Regions from separate parts of the Sus scrofa genome. Here all the other regions are linked to region 3. A link is a contact called in public HiChIP or PLAC-seq data. All regions are on one chromosome and are shown on one strand. Each heading gives the region's core, a stretch centred on a gene start, on an enhancer-like site or on the middle of the called end of the contact. The rest is flanking DNA. Distances are from core to core; before and after follow the strand shown.

What was found. HiChIP or PLAC-seq counts read pairs in DNA pulled down with a chosen protein or histone mark.
Region 1: a contact with region 3 is called in an H3K27ac HiChIP or PLAC-seq map of alveolar macrophages. The contact joins two enhancer-like sites. A contact is called at or near these places in 1 of 47 Hi-C or Micro-C datasets (alveolar macrophages) and 1 of 2 datasets of contacts at active chromatin or transcription factors (alveolar macrophages).
Region 2: an H3K27ac HiChIP or PLAC-seq map of skeletal muscle shows a contact between it and region 3. The contact joins two enhancer-like sites. A contact is called at or near these places in 2 of 2 datasets of contacts at active chromatin or transcription factors (alveolar macrophages and skeletal muscle).
Region 4: an H3K27ac HiChIP or PLAC-seq map of alveolar macrophages shows a contact between it and region 3. The contact joins two enhancer-like sites. A contact is called at or near these places in 2 of 47 Hi-C or Micro-C datasets (heart right ventricle and skeletal muscle) and 2 of 2 datasets of contacts at active chromatin or transcription factors (alveolar macrophages and skeletal muscle).
Region 5: an H3K27ac HiChIP or PLAC-seq map of skeletal muscle shows a contact between it and region 3. The contact joins two enhancer-like sites. A contact is called at or near these places in 1 of 47 Hi-C or Micro-C datasets (skeletal muscle) and 2 of 2 datasets of contacts at active chromatin or transcription factors (alveolar macrophages and skeletal muscle).

Annotation. Positions count from the first base shown.
Region 1 is chr14:99,364,197-99,366,896 of Sscrofa11.1, forward strand. It overlaps a transcript of SGMS1 not described here. Among named protein-coding and RNA genes, the nearest start is that of SGMS1, 150 kb to the left of the region's middle. Within about 2 kb of position 1,370, at least 5 of the 83 cell types and tissues checked have an H3K27ac peak or open chromatin away from gene starts, as enhancers often do. A contact at or near this core is called in alveolar macrophages, where this site is marked.
Region 2 is chr14:99,327,400-99,330,099 of Sscrofa11.1, forward strand. It overlaps a transcript of SGMS1 not described here. Among named protein-coding and RNA genes, the nearest start is that of SGMS1, 110 kb to the left of the region's middle. Within about 2 kb of position 1,357, at least 12 of the 83 cell types and tissues checked have an H3K27ac peak or open chromatin away from gene starts, as enhancers often do. A contact at or near this core is called in skeletal muscle, where this site is marked.
Region 3 is chr14:99,199,143-99,201,842 of Sscrofa11.1, forward strand. The region is part of intron 1 of SGMS1 (sphingomyelin synthase 1); the gene reads right to left. Among named protein-coding and RNA genes, the nearest start is that of SGMS1, 16 kb to the right of the region's middle. Within about 2 kb of position 1,334, at least 4 of the 83 cell types and tissues checked have an H3K27ac peak or open chromatin away from gene starts, as enhancers often do. A contact at or near this core is called in alveolar macrophages and skeletal muscle, where this site is marked.
Region 4 is chr14:99,399,685-99,402,384 of Sscrofa11.1, forward strand. It overlaps a transcript of SGMS1 not described here. Among named protein-coding and RNA genes, the nearest start is that of MINPP1, 170 kb to the right of the region's middle. Within about 2 kb of position 1,372, at least 31 of the 83 cell types and tissues checked have an H3K27ac peak or open chromatin away from gene starts, as enhancers often do. A contact at or near this core is called in alveolar macrophages and skeletal muscle, where this site is marked.
Region 5 is chr14:99,433,110-99,435,809 of Sscrofa11.1, forward strand. It overlaps a transcript of SGMS1 not described here. Among named protein-coding and RNA genes, the nearest start is that of MINPP1, 140 kb to the right of the region's middle. Within about 2 kb of position 1,447, at least 7 of the 83 cell types and tissues checked have an H3K27ac peak or open chromatin away from gene starts, as enhancers often do. A contact at or near this core is called in alveolar macrophages and skeletal muscle, where this site is marked.

The DNA.
Region 1 (2,700 bases), core at 120-2,619, 170 kb after region 3:
ACCTCTATGGATTTTCCATGTATATCACTTCTGGCCACTCTCTTATAAATAAGAGTGTTCTCCTCCTAAAGGGTCTACTGAATCCCTTTTTATGAGAAGCCTAAACAATTTTTACTGAAAATATCTTTTTTCCATACTATCTTTCTGTGATCCTGGTCTCCCAAGTCTGGGACCCCACGATGGAATTTAAAAAATGAAAAGTCTTAACCCAGACTTAACCTCCCCAGACTTGGGAAGAACCGAAGTCCTCACAGAATGACGGCAGCCAGAGAAGGTGGCAGTGGCTCTGCAAGCATTAGCTCCCAGCCTGACTCCAGCTTCTCTGACTTTCCAGCAGGCCCAGGCCCACTGATGATGACTCAGGATCTCCAAGTCAAGGGGGATCAGCAGGAATGAATCCCTGGCTCACAAGCCCCTGTGCCCCCAGAATGCCTCCTTCCATCAGGGAGAGCGGAGAGCTGCCAGATGTGGCACCAGGGACCTTTCAACTGCAGAGTGTATTACCGGCTTGTCTACCTTGTTCTTTCCAAAAGGAAATGGGCTGGAAATACTGTATGCCCATTATTTTATTAATAAATCTTAGGAGGAAGGAGCACTCCATATGGTAATATATACTCACTGAAGGGAAGTCAGGAGAGGGCAAGAGGCACTAACACTATTATCTATTTCTTGCTAACCTGTCATTTGAGATTTCAGCAAAAACAGGATCCTAGACTATACCAGACCTCATGAGTTGCAGATCACCAGCCTAGACAGACCCTTCTTCTCATGTGAACTCAGGCCTCGCTTTACAGTGTTCCTAGAATAGTGAGTGTGTCCCAAGCGGGTGCGGAAAATCTATATTTTCCTGGGTGCCTTGTCCACAGAGTACACTCAAAGCTCTCAGCTCTAAATACCAACCAGAACGAGGGCCCTCAAAGCAAAAGGCCACCTTATATTCACATGTAAGACTATCTATCTTCACCTAAATAGGTTTTTTAATCCTTACATGAAAGAAAAATCTATAGCTAAGTAAATTTAGTAAACTCAGGGTTAACCCAAATCCAAAAGATGCCTTTAACGCAAAACTTCTGGAGCCTCAACATACCAAATGTGAGATACAACTCAGGGCAGAGGGGCTGGTGAACACGCTGACCTGTCTTTTACAAAACTACTGGTCCCAATCCCCTATTGGGCCTTCTCATAAGCACAGTGTCCCACAGTGTATATTCTCTTTTTTCTTTCTTTTTATTTTCTTTTTTTTTTTTGTCCACACCCATGGCATGTGAAAGTTCCCAGGCCAAGGATCGAATATGTGCCACAGTAGGGACCGAAGCCACAATAGTAACAATCTCAAATCCTTAACCCACTAGGCCACCGGGGAATTCCCCACAGGGTATATACCAAGAAATGCTGCTGCAAAGCATTTCCTTAAATGCTTAATGGGCTGATTCACTCACATAGCTCTGTGGCCTCACCTTTAAGAATTAGAAGTCTATTGTGGACCAGGCCCTCAGCTGGACATGTAACTCTTCTGAAAGTCAGTTCTAACACCTGAGGTGCTCTCACACCTCTGATTCAGCTACTCTGGGGGCAAGAGAGCCAAGCCTAGGCTTGGTGGGTGTTTCTCAGCCATGGTAAGAGACATGATTGTATGATGTTTCAGCAGGGAACTTCCCAGGAAGAGTTTCAAACTAGGCAAATAATGTTAGTATTACCCTTTTTTTTTTTTTTTTTTTTTTTTTTTTTGTCTTTTGTCTTTTGTCTTTTTGGGGCCGCACCCACAACATATGAAGGTTCCCAGGCTAGTGGTCTGATAGAAGCTACAGCTGCTGGCCTACACACAGTGACAGCAACGCCATATCTGAGTCGTGTCTGCGACCTACACCACGACTCACGGCAATGCTGGATCCTTAACCCGCTAAGCGAGGCCAGGGATCAAACCCGCAACCTCATGGTTCTAGTCGGATTAGTTTCCGCTGTGCCACGATGGGAACTCCAATATCAACATATTGAACTAGTTTATCTACATTCCTCTGAATTGTACTGATACCCCTTCTTTCTTTCCACTTTTTAAATTGACTCCCACTCACATTTATTCCTTGTAATCAGAATTCTCATTTCCTTTGTGCGCCTGATCAGCTAATTCAGAATAAGGTGTGATGGGCTAACAGTTCCTTAGAACTGCCAGGAATGTTTGAATTTAAAGTGATTAAATACTGAAATATTTGGATAACAAGTTGATGAGGCACCATTTAAAACATCTGATCATATTTTTATTTACTGTATTTAACTATTTTAATGACAAAAATAATTACACATGTTCAAATTAAACATTCTAAGTACTCAAGCCCTAAGAATGAACTCCGGATACTTGGAATTCAACCACTTAAAGATACTCCAAGGGAACATTTTGATTAATGCCCTTCCAGGTTTTCTCCCCTCTATGTTTCCATATTTCCTTAATGAAACATTAACCTTACATATTCTATTACAACCTATTTTTCAAACATTTTTGTCCCATGTGAATATTTTTCTTCAGCAGCACTGTCATGGTTACAGAATATTCCATTACATAGATGAATTACAACGTGTTCATTCAAGGCCCTTTGGGGGGCCATCTGTGGGGCTCCCAACATTCAATTTCAAATAATGCTCACGAAGCACACTCAGAGCTAAATCTCGGAACAAAACTTTAGTCATTTCCTTAGAAACTACTCC
Region 2 (2,700 bases), core at 107-2,606, 130 kb after region 3:
GGCGACAAGGACCACATCAATTGAATTCATTTTTGCAAATTCAATGCCTTAAAAATCATAGAGTTCAATAGATATTTGTTTTGTTTTGTCTTAATTAATTATTTATGTCTTTTTGGGGTGGGGGGCACCCACATGGCATACAGAGGTTCCCAGGCTAGGGGTTGAATCAGAGCTGTAGCTACAGGAAAAAAAAAAAAAAGGACAACCCAAAAGTTAAGAATTATGTTTTATTTGGCAGATAAAACTGAGGACTTAAGCCTGGGACACAGCCCCTCAGACAGCTCTGAAAGACTGCTCAGAAGAGATAAGGGAGGAGCCAGGATATACAAGAGTTTTTGCAACAAAGACCAGGTAGTCAGAACTTCAAAAGATTACTCTTCATTACAGAAAATCACATATCTTAAGGAATTCAGTGCTTTTCTACATATGAAAAGATATAAGGGTCTAGACTCCCTGAAATCATCACTTTGATATGCACTTCAACTATCTGGAGCCAGTGTCCTGCTTTTCTCCATCCTGAATCCCTCAGGGTGCAGTTTGTGGTGACTGCAGTGGATGAGAGCTTCTCCATCACCAACTGGAGCATCTGTGGTGGCTTGATGGCTGTGGCATCCTTTGTTTACTGATAATGAAGGCAACATTTTTTCATTGACAACTGTATGTCTATACAAATTTCTCTTCTAATAACCAAAGGTAGGAACTATGAAAAAACCATCCCAAAATAATGAAGTCCCAAACCGAGATGTCCCAAGTTGAGTTGTTTAGACTGTTTGTTTTCAGCTTTGTTTCATGTTATAGAATCATCTTCCTAATGGGAAGCCCAGTAAGCAGATCTGGTGCCCTCCTGAGACCTCACGGATCAGTCACCGGAAAGAACAGAGAACCGTGGAAGAAGAACTCACAGGTCCACAGTTACCAAAATGTTTTCCTTGTTAATTAAAGCTAATGGGAGCCACTCCCACTGCGGCAAAAAGGACAGTGTCACAAGACCCTCACATCCCACGCAGTTTACAGTTGACGGCAGCCACCCCTGGCTGTACCCTACCACAAGCCAGACACTTAGCAAAGTGCCATCCTCATACACTGCTTCATTCAACTGAACTGAATCTTGGTGGCCGCATCATGATCCAAGTGACTTGAGCCCCCTCTGAAAAGGAGGCTCACAGAGCTAATAAAATGCCAAGACCTGGGAATCAGAAGTAGCTCCGTGGGGCTCCAAATCCTCAGCAAAGTGCATCATTTGGGACCCAGGGCTCTAGTACCAAGTGTACCAGTACCCAAAGTGTGTACTGAGTGCTGCAAACTACTCAGCCACCCTAGTCACAGCTCCCCGGGCTTACAGGCCGGGAGATGGGGAGTGACTGGCACAAGATCACCCAGCCCAATGGCAATAGGTCCAGCCAACAGCCCCATCCCTGTTGGATTATCCTTCTGACAGACAGCACCTGCCCTCAAAAAAAATCCCTAGGACCCTTAGAATAAATGCTCCAAGTTAAGCTTTCCTAAGGAACACTGTCATGTTATACAAATCCAAAAAATATCCTTTAGAGTTGAGCAAAAGCAAAACAGGACTTTATCAGTCTCCTTTCTTGCAGCTGCCACTGGTATGAATTCACACAAGCAGGCCCTTGTCTCTGCACTACCATGCAGCTCTTCTAAGTGACAGAAGCCCAGGAACACAGAGGCCCTGGGCCCGGGCCAGCTGGAGGCAAGCTAAACAGGCTGAAAAGCAGGCGGTTCTGACACCCCTTTATCAAACAACGCTCACTCTGGAGAAGCAATAAACACCATTTTGCACACACAATCAATCACACTTCTTTCCATACAAGAGCGTGTGGACCAAGGCCTGAGCTATGGGAGTCACCCCGTACCCTGAACAGCGCCCTGAATTTTACAATCCCAGTGGCAAAACCATCACCTGCAACCAGGTCAGTGTGGAATCCAATCCTTGCCTCTGCCCAAATGAGCCAGCTAACAGCCAACAGCCTGGTACCACACCACTTACCAGCTACGGCTGGGCATCCCAGGCCAGACCAAGGCAGCTATGACATGCGCTTGGCATTTGGAAGCTCTTTGGAGAAGCAGCCCTACATGGCCTCGTGCCATTCTTAGGAGCTTCAAACCCCAACATGCTAATGCCCCAGAGTGGCAACTCCCAGAAGAAGGTCTATTCCAGCAAGGCCTCCATTCCAGTGGCTCCCCTGGTTACAGTGCACCCCAGCTCAGCCTGAGACAGGATGAGGCCACTTAATCTCCCACAGCAGATCTCCGGGAGGAAGATGTTCTGAGTGTGGCTGAGGGCAGACTCTCCCTCCCATCAGCCCCAGCCGCTCAGCCAGATCCAAGGACACCTAGGCTTTAGGCCGAGTGTGAGTTCACAGGGGGTGCTGTGCAGCAGCAATACTCTACGTTAAACTACAATCACTCATGATGTGAGATCTCTATTTAAGGAAAAATGAGGATGCACAGAAGAGCATCTCGAATATTCAAAGAGTTAAATGATCTAAGCATATCAAAGGTGTCACCAGTTTGGTGTGCAGACCACACTGGAGGACTGGGGTGTAGGGGTCAATAACTTTGAGGGGTCCCCACGGTCCTTGAGGGGGAAGGGTGATGTGAATCGTGGAGCTGCAACCTGGGGCCACTTCCCTCATCCATAGATCAGGGTTAACAACAGCTCTCTTGGTATCACAGCGGAAT
Region 3 (2,700 bases), core at 84-2,583:
GAAGGTTTAATATTTCATTTTCTAAATTACTTCTCTCCCAGAAGTAATGCTGCCACTACCTAGAAATTGTTGGAAATTTTTAGTTAGATGTGTGCTGATGATTTTACTCAGAAGCATTACTACTTTTAATAACCTAAAGACTTTGGAAGCCTGGGGCCCTGATCACCATGCATAATAATAAGATAAAACTAATTTAAAGTATATTTAAATTGGGAATTGCCTAGTGATGGTAACATTAAAAGTAGGCTAAAAGAAAAGAACACAATTTCTTGGAGTTCCTGTCGTGGCTCAGTGGTTAATGAATCTGACTAGGAACCATGAGGCTGTGGGTTTGATCCCTGGCCTTGCTATGAGCTGTGGTGTTAGTCACAGACTCGGCTCAGATCCCGAGTTGCTGTGGCTGTGGCCTAGGCCGGCGGCTACAGCTCCAATTAGATCCCTAGCCTGGGAACCTCCATATGCCATGGGAGGGGCCCTAGAAAAGGCAAAAAGGCAAAAAAAAAAAAAAGAACACAACTTCTTAATATAAGATAAAAAACCTTAACTCGAGTGAAGTTTTATTGTCACTGAGGATTAGAAATCTCCAGTAGCTGGGAAACCAAAGCTTTTTCATTTCAATGAGAAGAAAAAAAAAAAAAAAATCTACCAAATCTCTCCTAAATCTACACTTAGAAAAATATACTTAACTCACTGAGGTAAGAGGAGAGCTAATTTAAGGAAGATGACCCTGGGGACTATCACCATGTTTCAAAATTAGCAGCAACTGATAGGCCTGGAGAGAGGAAATCAAGTTCAAGTCTACAGTCCCAAAATAAATGCCTAATACTACTTTAATAATAGCTGGATAAGTTTAAACTATTTTCAGACTAGAGACCCTCTAAAGGGGTAAATTCTAAATTGATGACACCTTAAGGTACACCCTGTGGTCTTCGCCATGTTCTAGTTTTCCCCCATAAATTTGTCCCCTGACAGTCTCCTTTCCCTGGGCTCCTGGATTTCAGGGAAAGCAAGTGTTAATTAAGGTGTCTTTACCTTCACCTCCATACTCAAAAAAGATGCATTAAGCATTTTTTTCTGACAACAATTATACCAACTCTTAAAAATAAATATCCATCAACTCATCAGCTTTTCTCCCGTTACCACTGACCATGACTTCTTGGTTCTATCTATCTGATAATTTCCCAAACCTCCAGGGCCCACCTTCACCGAGCTCCTTTATCAACTGGCCAATGGTCAGTAGCACCAAAGCTCCACTGCACAGAAGGATGACGCTCACCCATCACACAGGTCAGCACTGAAGCACAGGCTCAGGTTGTTGACAAAGGGACTGCAGATCTAGCCTTGGACTAAGGTAGGATACCACCAGGGGGCAGCAGAAAGTCTATGAAATTATAGACTCATCACAGCACCTTAACCCCAAATTATGAAGGATTTTGGAGACAGAGATCTCTAATAGAGATCATGTGCCTAAGCAATACAACTAGGTATGGAATTACAGGGACTAGAACACCTTTTTTTTTCTTCCCCCTAATCCATAAATTGATGCTCCTTCCCTTATACCCATGACTCTAATGTGTATCTAGTGACTCCATAATGAGCAACACAGCCATTTCCACAGTTCTCCAGGCAAACATACGGCATATCTGAACTATCCTAAAGTCACTTAAACAAGACCATGTCTAGAGTGTAGGACCTCAAAGAAGTATAAAAGTCTACAATTAAAGAGCACACAGTTTATCAGAAGCACTAACCTTAGACAATCACTAAAATATTTATAATGGCTTGATATAAAAAATGTAAAAAGCTTTATTTTCTGGCTTCCAAAACTATAACTTAATGCAACAAAATTAGAATCTTGCAGCTAAATCAATGACGATAGCTGAACCATAAAAATATTATGTAAAATTACAGAAGTTGTAAAATTAGTTAACTTTTTTAAAAGGCATGATAAAATTAAAAGATCTGAACAAGGACAGTTAAGGCTAGTATGCATTAGATGAAATAAGTTCTTTACTCTTATAAAGCTTTGAACATGTATCACTGTTATATTGTACTAAATTAAGTTCAAAATGAGTCATATGTAAAGTGTTCTCTCAACTCAATGCAAGTTCACAGGCATTTATGAAATATCTAACATCGACCCACATGGGAAATCAGATAACCATAAAAAGACCAACCAAAATAACCCCATAAGTGAAATTAAAAGACAAAACTTTTTTTAACCTGTCACAGACTGCAAATATGAAGAGTTCTTAAAAATCAGTTAAGAGGGAGTTCCCTTCGTGGCTCAGCGGAAATGAACCCGACTAGTATATGAGGACTTGGGTTCAATCCCTGGCGTCATTCAGTGGGTTAAGGATCTGGCATTGCTGTGAGCTGTGGTTTAGGTTGCAGACATGTATCAGACACCGCACTGCTGTGGCTGTGGTGTAGGCGGGCAGCTACAGCTCTGATTCAACACTTAGCCTGGGTACTTCCTCATGCCTTGGGTACAGCCCTTAAAAAAAAAATCAGTTGGGAGTTCCCGTCGTGGCGAAGTGGTTAACGAATCCGACTGGGAACCATGAGGTTGCGGGTTCAGTCCCTGCCCTTGCTCAGTGGGTTAACAATCCGGCGTTGCCATGAGCTGTGGTGTAGGTTGCAGACGCGGCTCGGATCCCGCGTTGCTGTGGCTCTGGCGTAGGCCGGTGGCTATAGCTC
Region 4 (2,700 bases), core at 122-2,621, 200 kb after region 3:
AGCATTGTATCTCTTATTGCATCACATTTTATACTTAAATGTTTATTTTCAGGAAATGATTATGTGTTCTGCCTCCCGATTTTATTCATATGCCACCCTTCAGGTATGGGAAAGGGTTTAGGAACATTTGTCTAGTTCAGTAGGAAAGGAAAAAAAAAAAAGCAGATGGGGTGTGAACCTCATGATTTTTTAAACGCTCTTGCCCAGATCATATTTCTGTAATATATCAAACATCCCATTTTTATGAGCAAAAAGCATTCAGGGCTACAAGAGCAATATTTTTAAACAGGTAGAGATACATATTTCTATTTCTTCCAAAATCCTTTCCCTCCCATTAAAGGAGACAGATAAAATTTTTCAACCCTTTTGTTCTTACATAGCACCAAAAAGAGCTATTCAAGGTCTCTGACTCAAGGATGCTTGGTGAGTGCTTGAACGCTTGAATGAAGAAAGGAATGAAAGAATAAAGGAAGGAACAAACGCAGGAAAGAGGAGAATAACATTATTTTTGAGCCAAAAGGAACCCTGAGGATCTCCTGCTGTCTCCTTCAAGGTTTCCAGCCGGCTAAATCCCCTTCCTTTACTCCAAGCCCACACCAGCTGAGCTCCCATTCATCTATCCCATTCATAATTCCTAGCCTACTTCTATCCCATTCATAATTCCTAGCCTCATTTTCCCAAACCTTTACTAAGAGTAAAGGTTGGTTTAAAAAACCCCACGTACTGGAGTTCCCGTCGTGGCTCAGAGGTTAATGAATCCGACCAGGAACCATGAGGTTGTGGGTTCGATCCCTGACCTTGCTCAGTGGGTTAAGGATCTGGCGTTGCTGTGAGCTGTGGTGTAGGTTGCAGATGCGGCTCGGATCCTGCGTTGCTGTGGCTCTGGTGTAGGCTGGGGGCTATGGCTCTGATTAGACTCCTAGCCTGGGAACCTCCATATGCCGAGGGGAGCAGCTCAAGAAAAGGCAAAAAGACCAAAAAAAAAAAAAAAAAAAAAAAAAAACCCACACACAAATAGGTTTATGTTCCTGCGATACTTTTCCCCTACATAAAAGGGGAAATAATCTACAATGTACTGAGGTGGTATTTCTTTGTTCCAAAGACGTGGGGGCTATACGTGCTGCCTGGGACGCCCACAGATGTAATAAATGGTGTAGACTGCAAGCTTGTTTGGTGGGGTAGGGGGATGAACGGTAAGGACGCCAGGGAATGGGGGCAACGTGACAGAGGAGAAAGAAAACAGATTTTTGGAGAGGGGAAGTTTTTTCCTAGCTCGAAGGCAACAAAACATGGTACTTAAAAGTGTACACTTTAGAGGCCAATGGATCTGGAGGCAACGCTGACTCAGCCACTATTACGCAACCTGGGCTGAACCTCCCAGAGGCTTCCTGTTCCCTCCAAACAAGCTAGGGTGATCCCCAACGCAGGAGGTTGCTGTGACAAGGCTTCCAGATGGCATCTGGCACCTAGTGTGCCCCAATGACAACAATGGTGACTAATCTTCTCCATGGCCCTTTTGCAAGGTCTTTTGCTGACCTTCTAGGAATGCCTGGGTACACTGATTAAAACAGTTTTGTACTGGCAAAGCCCTGCAAACCATGTACCTTCCAAGGGAAAGATGCCATGAAAACTAACGGAAAACTTTTCTAGGCTTCCTGGCTTCTCATTCCAAGGAGGAAGTTTGGGGGAAAATGGAAGGTATTGTTTTCATAATCTTTACTATTTGAACCAGGCTTCCTCACTTGCCAAAGAAGTCTCATGAGAAACAGCTCAGATTCTTGGTTCCTCAACAGCAAGGGCAGTAAAGGACTAGAGCTCAATTTCATAAAAATCACAGAGCAGAACAGAAACCCTTTTCTACTAAATCTGCTATTAAGCCTCAGGTTAATTTTGCCACCGTTATTCCTTGTGGGCCTCAACTATTCTGAATTTATATATTTTTTCATAATACTGAAAAATATCAGCATAATCTGGACCCTTATAAGTATAGCTAATACCCCATATCACATATGAAATTCAACTCCAAAGTAAGAATTAAGACTTCGTGAGTAATATGAGAGATACATTCAAGGTTTATGTGCTACTGCACTATAACTACAGTCCCCTATTAAGGTTCTAATCACATCATATAGTGGGCCCTTTAATTCTCTGCTATTTCAAAAAAAGGTAAAAGAAATTGCTTCTGCCCACTATCTTTCCGCACAATCTAAATGATAAAACAGCCTGCCTCTGACAAGAATTTTATCAAGTCCAGGAGTTCCTATTATGGCTCAAGAAGTTAAAGACCTGACATCTTCTCCGTGAGGGTGTGGGTTTGATCCCTAGCCTCACTCAGTGGGTTAAGATCCGGTGTTTCCTCGAGCTGCAGCATAGGTTACAGATGCAGCTAGGATCCAGTGTGGCTGTGGCATGGGCGTCACCTGCAGCTCAGGCCTCAACTGCAGCTCTGATCTGACCCCCAGCCTGGGACCTTCCATATGCCACAGATGTGGCCATAAAAGGAGGGGGGAGGATTTTATCAAGTCCAACAGTAAACACTAGTTATCTCTTGTTGCCCAAGGATCAAATTACTAACCAAAAGTAAAAAAAAAAAAAAAAAAAAAAAATTCAACAGCAACAACCAGCTAATAAATTGTCTGTTTTATAAACAAATTCCTTTGCCCTTAGTGGAGGGAAAAGTAAACTCTAAAAAATTAAAAC
Region 5 (2,700 bases), core at 197-2,696, 230 kb after region 3:
AGAGAAAACTGAGTGGTAAAGAAAACTAAACAAACTGGTAGCAGCCCAGGTCGCTGCTGAGGCATGTCAATTCCCGGCCTGGTGTAGTGGATTAAGGATCCAGCATTGCTGCAGCTGTGGCGTAGGCTGCAGCTGCTTGGATTTGATCCCTGGCCTGGGAATATCCACATGCTGCAAATGCAGCCAAAAAGAAAAAAAGAGAGCTAAACTGTATAATCCTCTATGGTCATAAAAGAAATATTGCGTAACTGCTTTAAATGAAACAGCTATAATATCTGAAGGGATCAAAAAATGAAACTGGCAACACATCTATAAAAGGAAAAAAAAATAAATTCTTTTTCTTTTTAGGGCTGCATCCGTGGCATATGGAAGTTCCCAGGCTAGGGGTGGAATCAGAGATGCAGCTGCTGGCCTACACCACAACCACAGCAACGTGGGATCCGAGTCGCATCTGCAACCTACACCACAACTTGTCACAACACCAGATCGTTATCCCACTGAGCAGGGCCAGGGATCAAACCCGCGTCCTCATGGATACTAGTCAGGTTGACTACTGTGGAGCCACAACAGGAGATCCAAAAAAAAAAAATGAATTCGTAAAGTCAATTTCTAATACTACCTATCTTTATAAACATTTGTTACTGTGGAGAGTGTACAAGCCTCGTCCTCTGCATGCAGACAGAGGAAAAGAACAAGCTAAAGTCTACGTGAGCAGGTTGAGATTTTATTATTTACTGAATTTTCAAAAATTGGAAATAGCACAAAACTTAAAATATAGGGCCACTATCTACTCCAGTAGGAGTCACATTAACAAATCTGGAAATGAAATACAGATCAGAAAATGAGAAAGATCAGATTTAATCTACATATCAATAGTTCTGACTCCTAGAGTTTATGCCTAAAATAGAGGCTTGGGTGCAAAAAAGGCTCTGCACTTTCTCCACTACTTCCTCCCACATGGTCTGAGTTACACTGAGTTACAGGGCCTAAGCTACACTGACCAGGCCTCCCAAATAGTAAGGAATCAGGGCCCTTTACCAGGTGGACCCCATCCCCCGCCATCCAGCCTCCAAGAGAGGGAACCACCCACCGGACATGAGGCTGCACAGGTCAGGCTACCAGGCAGGTAGACTGAGGGATGGACGGAGCAGGCAGAGGCACCAGGGGAGGCATCAGAGAAGGAACTGTTAGGGAGATAAGAGAATGGGATGTGTAGAGAGTCCCAAAGACCCAAAGAAGGAAAAGAAAATGAAAGAAGGGGGCTCCCAAAGAGTCAAGGAGGAAGATGAAGGAACACTGGATCCCAGAGGGTCAGAAGTAAGGTCAGAACAGCCATCTCAGTGGAGTGGTCAAGGAAGATTAAAAGGGGCTCAGCAGAGGATGGCAGATACAGACATGCTGAGTATAAATAGCCTTGAGACATCTGCTCATGTTCCTCTTTTGATCATAACCTCCTGCTCTGCCTAACACACCCGGCAACAGTGAAGACAGATCTCTTGGTATCCCAGTCCATGCAGGGCACACAGGCAGGAGCCCCACCTCTCTGCCACGTCCCCACCACCACGTTCCTCTCCCGCCCCTGTGGAACCCCACTGCGACTTACCAGAGGGCCAGGGAACAGCAGGCTCTGCCCCTCAGAACCAGCACTCCCATTCAGCCAAGTGCAAAATGGAAAAGAGACATCAACTGTAAACTGGCAACTGTTCGCCTAGCTACCTGACCTGGGGCCAGGTTAGTTCGCTACGCTCAAAATTTTATTTTATTTATTTATTTATTTATTGGTCTTTTTGTCTTTATAGGGCCGCACCCGAGGCATATGGACGCTAGTCGGGTTCACTAACTGCTGAGCCATGAAGAGAACTCCTGATCAAAATTTTAATGGTACAAAAAGACTCCAATTATCTTTTTTCCCAGAGACACATCTCTAATGCTATCTTGCATTGTGAATCAAAAATTTTATTCAGACAGAATTACAGTTACTCTTTGAAATAAAACATTTGACTGATGGCCAAAAGTGACTAACGAAATATATAGATTATCTGACTATCAAACAAGGGTGTTATTTTGGGAGTTTCCATCGTGGCTCAGTGGTTAACAAATCCGACCAGGAACCATGAGGTTCGGGTTGAATACCCAGCCTTGCTCAGTGGGTTAAGGATCCAGCGTTGCCGTGAGCTGTGGTATAGGTTGCAGATGCGGCTTGGATCTGGTGTTGCTGTGGCTCTTGTGTAGGCCAGCAGCTGCAGCTCTGATTAGACCCTAACCTGGGAACCTCCATATGCTGCAGATGCAGTCCTAAAAGGACAAAAGACAAAAAAAAAAAAAAAAAAGGATCCAGCATTGCTGTGAGCTGTGGTGTAGGTCGCAGACACAGCTCGGATCCTGCGTTGTTGTGGCTCTGGCGTAGGCCAGCGGCTACAGCTCTACAGCTCCAATTAGACCCCTAGCCTAGGAATCTCTATATGCCACAGGTGCAGCCCTAGAAGAGACAAAAAAAAAAAAAAAAAAAGGATGTTATTTTATTCCAGAGGTCACCTATTTAAATGAAAGACTTTTTAAAATCTACTCCATAACTCTATGACTCTATACAACATACCTATCCGCAAAAGACCAGGAGAGGTGTTCCTGTCATGACTCAACAGAAATGAATCTGACTAGCATCCATGTGGACACAGGCTTGATCCCTGACCTCACTCAGTG